Linked DNA regions of Mus musculus: region 1 is linked to region 2. Evidence: chromatin contacts called from public HiChIP or PLAC-seq data. All regions are on one chromosome and are shown on one strand. Each heading gives the region's core, a stretch centred on a gene start, on an enhancer-like site or on the middle of the called end of the contact. The rest is flanking DNA. Distances are from core to core; before and after follow the strand shown.

Region 1 (3,007 bases), core at 138-2,637, 120 kb before region 2:
GCAAAGGTCACTTATTCTTATTGTATGGGGGTTTTCCCTGAATGTGTCTGAGCACCACGTACATGCAGTACCCACAGAGGACAGAAGAGGGCGCTGGATCCCCTGGAGTTACAGACTGTTTTACTAGCTGCCATGTGGCTGGGGTGTCCTCTGCAAGCCCCACTACTTATTTTTTCAATACATATTTTATTAATTCGTTGAGACATTAGTACAATGTTATTCTTACACTTTATATTTATTATGAATGTTGTTAGATAATATGTTTTATTTTTGAGTTATATTTATTTACGGGGCAGGGGGAGCTTGTGTATACCAAGGCACATGTATAAAGAGGTAGGGGTGAGTCAGTTTTCTCTTCCCGCCGTGTGTGCTCTAGTGATGGGACGCGGGCCATCAGCCTTGGTGACAAGTGCCTTTACCTGCTAAGGCATCTTGCCAGCTCTAGACAATTTTTAAAATCATGAAAGGAATAATATATTTATTATAAACAAATTTAGAAAATAGACCGGATGGTGGTGGTGCACACCTTTAATCCCAGTGCTTAGGAAGCAGAGGCCAGCCTGATCCGCAGTTTCACCATAGCCAGAGCTAGACAGAGAAACCCTGTCTTGAAAAAACAAGAGGAGGAGGAGGAGAAGGAGGAAGAAGATGATAAGGAGGAGGAAGATGAGGAGATAGAAGAGGAGGAGAAGGAGAAGGAGGCGGTGGCCTGGTTCAGTGTGTAAGAGTGTTTGCTCTGTGAATATGAGAACCTGAGTTCAAATCCCCAGCACTCATACAAAAAGCCGGGCGTGGCTGAGTGTGCTTATGACTCACAGCTGACCCCCAGTTCAGTAAGTTACTCTATAACTTACCATATAACTTGGCGTTTACCATGCCGCCAAGGCTACATGCTTTGCTCTGGCTTCCACTATCAGCACATTCACATGCCTACACCCCACCCCCAAGAGAAAAAGCACACAAGAAACCTAGAGCAACTCAATGTGGCCTCCTAGTTCTCTCTGTCCGGCTCTCTCCTCCTTTCCCAGGCACCCAGAAGGCACCTCTGCAGTTCGGGGTGGGAGGGGTGGGGAGGGGGGGTGGGGAGGGAATGAAGTACTGACTTCTCCAGTCTCCATAGCCCAAGGCTGGAGCCCGTTCAACTGTCTCACCCAGAAGAGCTATTTTCAATAGGACTTTCCACAGGTTTTCTTCTCTGCCACAGGTTCACCCTAAGACTGACTGTTTCAAAGCTTCTCTCTATGGCACCTTATCACTCCACCCCACACCCTGTTTTCAATTCAACTAGTCTTCTGTCAGACACCAATCACCATCTGACCTGCACAGCCATTGTTCAAACAAGACGCCTGGAACTAGAGTTACAAATGGTTGTGCGCTGCCTCCTAGTGCAGGCCACTGAACGCAGGCCCTCTACAGACCAGCAAGTGCTCTGAACTGCTGAGCCACCTGCCAGCTACAAACCACATTTCAGCCCTTCTTGCAAATTGTTCTCTCTTTATTTAAGAAGCGTGAACATCTGTCTGTCCAGCTTATGTGGGTGCTCCAGGGGACCAGTTAGATTCCCCCTTGAGCTCAAGTTAGTTACAGATGGTTGTAGGTGCTTGGAACTGAATTTTGGTCCTCTGAGCCATTTCTCGGCCCTGCCCAGTCCTGAGCCCTCCAACACCCACAGCTTTCTTTCACTTCCCACTCACCTAGCCTTCAAAGATACCCACTTCTCTTTCTGCACCAGTTTGGGGTTGGTGAGTCATTCTCAGAGTAAGACCACCATGTCCTTTCTGCTAAGATCACCTTTATTCTTTCTCTATGCTGGCTCACCATCCTACTTAAAGGCTTTCGCCAAGGACTCGACACCTCTCGTCCAGCTATCTGAGAGCTCCTGAACACAAGGTTCCATTTAGAAGAACCTAGGCTGGAGATAGCTTAGCGGTATAGCAGCTGACTAACACCCAGAGTCCCAGGTTCCACAAGCAGAAGACATCAGAGCCAGCTGTGATGACCCATGTGCACCATTCCGGCATTCAAGAGGCTGAGGCACACAGCAGCAACCAACGAGGGCTGGAGAGATGCCTCAGTGGCTGAGCACACAGGCTGCTTGCTCTTTCAAAGGATGTTTCCTGGGTCTGATTCGCAGCACCTACATGGTGGCTCATAACCTGCAACTCCAGTCTCAAGATGTACCCGCCTCTGTGGGTAACAGGTATGGACACGGTGCACACACATACATGCAGTGCACTTATATGCAGGAAAAACACTCATACCCATAAAATAAATCTCTTGTTTAAAAGTTAAAGGAATAAAGGAGGGCCAGCAAGATGGCCTGGTGAATGAGGAAGTCTGTCACAAAGCCTGGTGACCTGAGCTGATCCTTGGAATGCCTGTGGTGGAGGGGAGAACTGACCCGTGTCCCCCCACATACAGAAATCATTTAAATAATTTTTAAAAAGCCATTACACTATTCATGTCTAAAAGAAAATTGTATTTTCTATTTAGAAATCATATGTATGCTTTATTTAAATTTATAGAAGGTGATTACAACTGGCCCTGTTAATTTATATTACTTTTATGTGGCTAACATAACAGTAACATGTGACACCCCCGTTCTTGGTGTGTGTAGGGTACTGAGATCCAGTCTCATGGACCCCAGGCTCTTTCTGAACTCCTTATGGAGCTGAAGAGGACCCTGAAGGCTCCCGTCCCACCTCCTGAGTACAAACATTACACACATGTGTCACCACGCCTGGCTTCTAGCCATTTATTTTCTGTTTGTTTGTTTGGTTGGTTTTATCTGTTTTCTTTTTTTGAGATAGGGTGTCTCTGTTACTGTATCTGGCTGTCCTAGAACCTACTCCGTAGACCAGGCTGGCCTCAAACTCAGAGTTCCTCCTGCCTCTGCTTCCTGGGTGCTGGGATTAAAGGTGTGTACTACCACCGCTGATTTCCAAACATGTCTTTATTTTGCATTTATATAAATCACAACTTGGGAGAAAAATACCATACAGACCCG
Region 2 (2,700 bases), core at 98-2,597:
GTCTCTTATGTGTGATTGTTTGCCTGCATGCAAGTCTGTGCATCACAGTGCCCATGGATGCTAGAAGAGGCAGTTGAATCTTTCTGTAACTGGAGTCACAAGTGTTGTCAGTTGCCATGTGGGTGTTGGGAATTGAACCCATATCCTATAGAAGAGCAGCCAGTGTGCTGAACCAGGGAGGCATCTCGCCAGTCTCTAGAAATGTTCCCTCCTGTTGGCAGTTTGAATCCATGTGGTTGCCTGACCCCCAATGCTAAAAATCTCAAGGTCCGGTTTTAGCTTTGCCACTGTTTGATTCCTGACAGTGGGCAGGCTTCCCTTCTTTACACTTTGTTCTCATCTGTAAAAATGAGGAACTATTTTGTAAGGCTCTTAAAGGTCCTCCCAGTTCTCAGCTCTACAGTTGTGACACAATGAGCTGAAATTGGCTCTAATGGTGGGGTCTGGGCTAGATCCAAATAGCCCCAAGATGTGTTTGGCATCATGTTGGAAAAGACTGAGAAGCCACGAGGATCACGGAAGAGCTCATGGGAGGGAGCGCTAGACTTGAGTTTATCCTTTCATAACGAAGTTTTGGTGCATCACTAAGAAAGGGGCAAGATGCTCAGAAGAAGGAAGCAGGTGTCCTACATAATTACTCCAAACACAACCTCCCTGTCATTCACTAACTAGCCCCCTAGTCCAATGGCTCTTGACCTACCCATTGCTGCAGCTCTTTAATACAGTTCATGTTGTGGTGACCCCCAACCATAAAATTACTTTCGTTGCTACTTCATAACTGTAATCTTGCTACTGTTATGAATCGTGTCTTCCGATGGTCTTCGGCGGCCCCTGGGAAAGGGTCTTTTGACACACACTCCCCAAGAGACTCACAACCACTGCATTATTCCAGCTAATTGTAGAAATCAACCTCCGCCTGAGAGGATGGTTTTGAAAAGGGTACACTATGTACTCAGAAAAAAAAAAAAAAAAAAAAAAAAAAAAAAAGCCTGGCGTGGTGGCGCATGCCTTTAATCCCTGCACTTGGGAGGCAGAGGCAGGTGGATTTCTGAGTTCGAGGGCAGCCTGGTCTACAAAGCGAGTTCCAGGACAGCCAGGGCTGCACAGAGAAACCCTGTCTCGAAAAAAAAAAAAAAGCCTGGTTATGAAATGGCAACCCTCACAACCCGTTGTACTAGTGTGCCACTTCCCGAGTGGTTTATTCACAATCTTTTGCCGATCCTAACTAGAACGCTAATAAAATCTGAAAAAACGCATCTCCCACATCCAAAGATGACTTCAGCACTCTCTTCTTCCGGGAAGGGGGCGGGACGCCGTCATTGCGCGCGCTCTGTGGCGTCACTTCCGCTTCCTGCCGCTTCTGAAGTGATTTCCGCTCCTTTTTCCTGCGCGGCGTTTCAGTCCCTCTTGAGTTGGGCTGTCGTCGAGTCGCGGCGAGACCGGCGCACCGCAGCCATGGTGAGTGAGCGCGGCGGGCCGCAAGCACGGGGAGCGCGGGCCGCGGGCCCTGTTCGCTGCGTCTTGGGGGAGGTGGAGCGCGTGCGACATGTCGCCCGCCCCGAGATGGCCGACCTCCAGGCCCGGGGCTGGAACTCCGGCGGCCCGCGAGGTCGTTCCTGGGGCGGCGGAGTGGAGATCCCGGGCAGCTGAGGTCCCAGGTCGCTGCGGCCCGGTGGGCTTTGCAGCCGTGGGCGTGCCCAGAGGCCGCGGCGAGGGGACAGGCATGGCGCAGCGTGGGAAAATGAGCGCCCCACGTGGGATGGTGAACGCGTGTGGAAGCCCGTCTGTTCTCCTTCTCGTTTTCTTTCTCTTTTCTTTTTAAACACTGGGGGATGAGGTGAAATCCCGGGATGCGAGGCACTCACTACCCACGTCTTCTCCACTCCCGGGGTTGAGGAAGGGGATCGCCGTGGGGTCCGCAGCCAGGGTCTGTCGGGAACTAAGACTTAGGGAATTCGGGGGCGCTTTTTGGTTTAGTTTGTTTTTAGGGGCTCATGGAGCCCTGGTTGGCCTTGGAACTCTGTAAACTAAGCTGGCCTTGAGCTCTCAAGAGATCTGCCTCACCAGTGCTGGGATTAAAGGCGCGTACCATCGCGCCCTCCGGACTAGGTAACCACCACCACCCCACCCTCGCCTCCTTTTTTAAATTTGGGGTCACATGGAATGTGAAGGAAGCTCAGGAAAGGCTCCCACCATGAGAGCGACCGACGCCTTCAGAAATCCGTGGTCCTGGTAGCCCCACGTGGGATGATAGCGTTTGAGCGTCTCCACTTTGTGATGGTGTACAGGGCTCCGTTTGGCTGAGCCCTTTCAGGCCTGGTGCGATTTCATCCAGCCCTTGGGTGGTCGGCTTTGTTTTCGTGCTCCCACCCCTGAGGTTTAGCAACTACTGACCGAGTCTAGAGTTTGAGAGAGAGAGAGTGGCTGAGCCAGTGTTGAACCAGGGAAGAGTTTTGAAGTGCGGTGCTCTTGGTGAACTCTGCAGCAGTTTGTCTAGGCTGGGAAGTGGGGACAACGGGTCGCTTGTAGCAGGCGGAGTACAAACATGCATCGCTTAAGGACGGGCGAGTTCTGGCTTTGGACATGAGATCTCCCTGCCTTGGCCGGCCTCCAGAATGCTGGGCTTACAGGTGTGTGCCACTACACCAAGGCTGGTCAGTCATCATTCTTGGATCCTCCTGATTAGACCAGGAGGCTGCT

Evidence for each region. HiChIP or PLAC-seq counts read pairs in DNA pulled down with a chosen protein or histone mark.
Region 1: an H3K4me3 HiChIP or PLAC-seq map of the SCID.adh cell line shows a contact between it and region 2, with 20 read pairs. The contact joins the enhancer-like site here to the promoter of Snu13 in region 2. A contact is called at or near these places in 9 of 39 promoter capture datasets (the 3T3-L1 cell line, the C10 cell line, the HPC-7 cell line and 4 more), 4 of 484 Hi-C or Micro-C datasets (CD8 T cells, Th1 cells, nephron progenitors and 1 more), 9 of 115 datasets of contacts at active chromatin or transcription factors (the 230-238 cell line, the SCID.adh cell line, T-cell acute lymphoblastic leukemia and 4 more) and 2 of 9 other capture datasets (adipose tissue and liver).

What each region holds. Positions count from the first base shown.
Region 1 is chr15:82,162,566-82,165,572 of GRCm38.p6, reverse strand. The region is part of intron 1 of Srebf2 (sterol regulatory element binding factor 2); the gene reads right to left. Among named protein-coding and RNA genes, the nearest start is that of Srebf2, 17 kb to the right of the region's middle. Within about 2 kb of position 1,387, at least 150 of the 459 cell types and tissues checked have an H3K27ac peak or open chromatin away from gene starts, as enhancers often do. A contact at or near this core is called in the 230-238 cell line, CD8 T cells, the HPC-7 cell line and 7 more, where this site is marked.
Region 2 is chr15:82,046,245-82,048,944 of GRCm38.p6, reverse strand. It overlaps Snu13 (SNU13 homolog, small nuclear ribonucleoprotein (U4/U6.U5)), which reads left to right and starts at 1,347. Exons shown (of 3, transcript NM_011482.4): 1 at 1,347-1,458. The coding sequence starts at 1,456.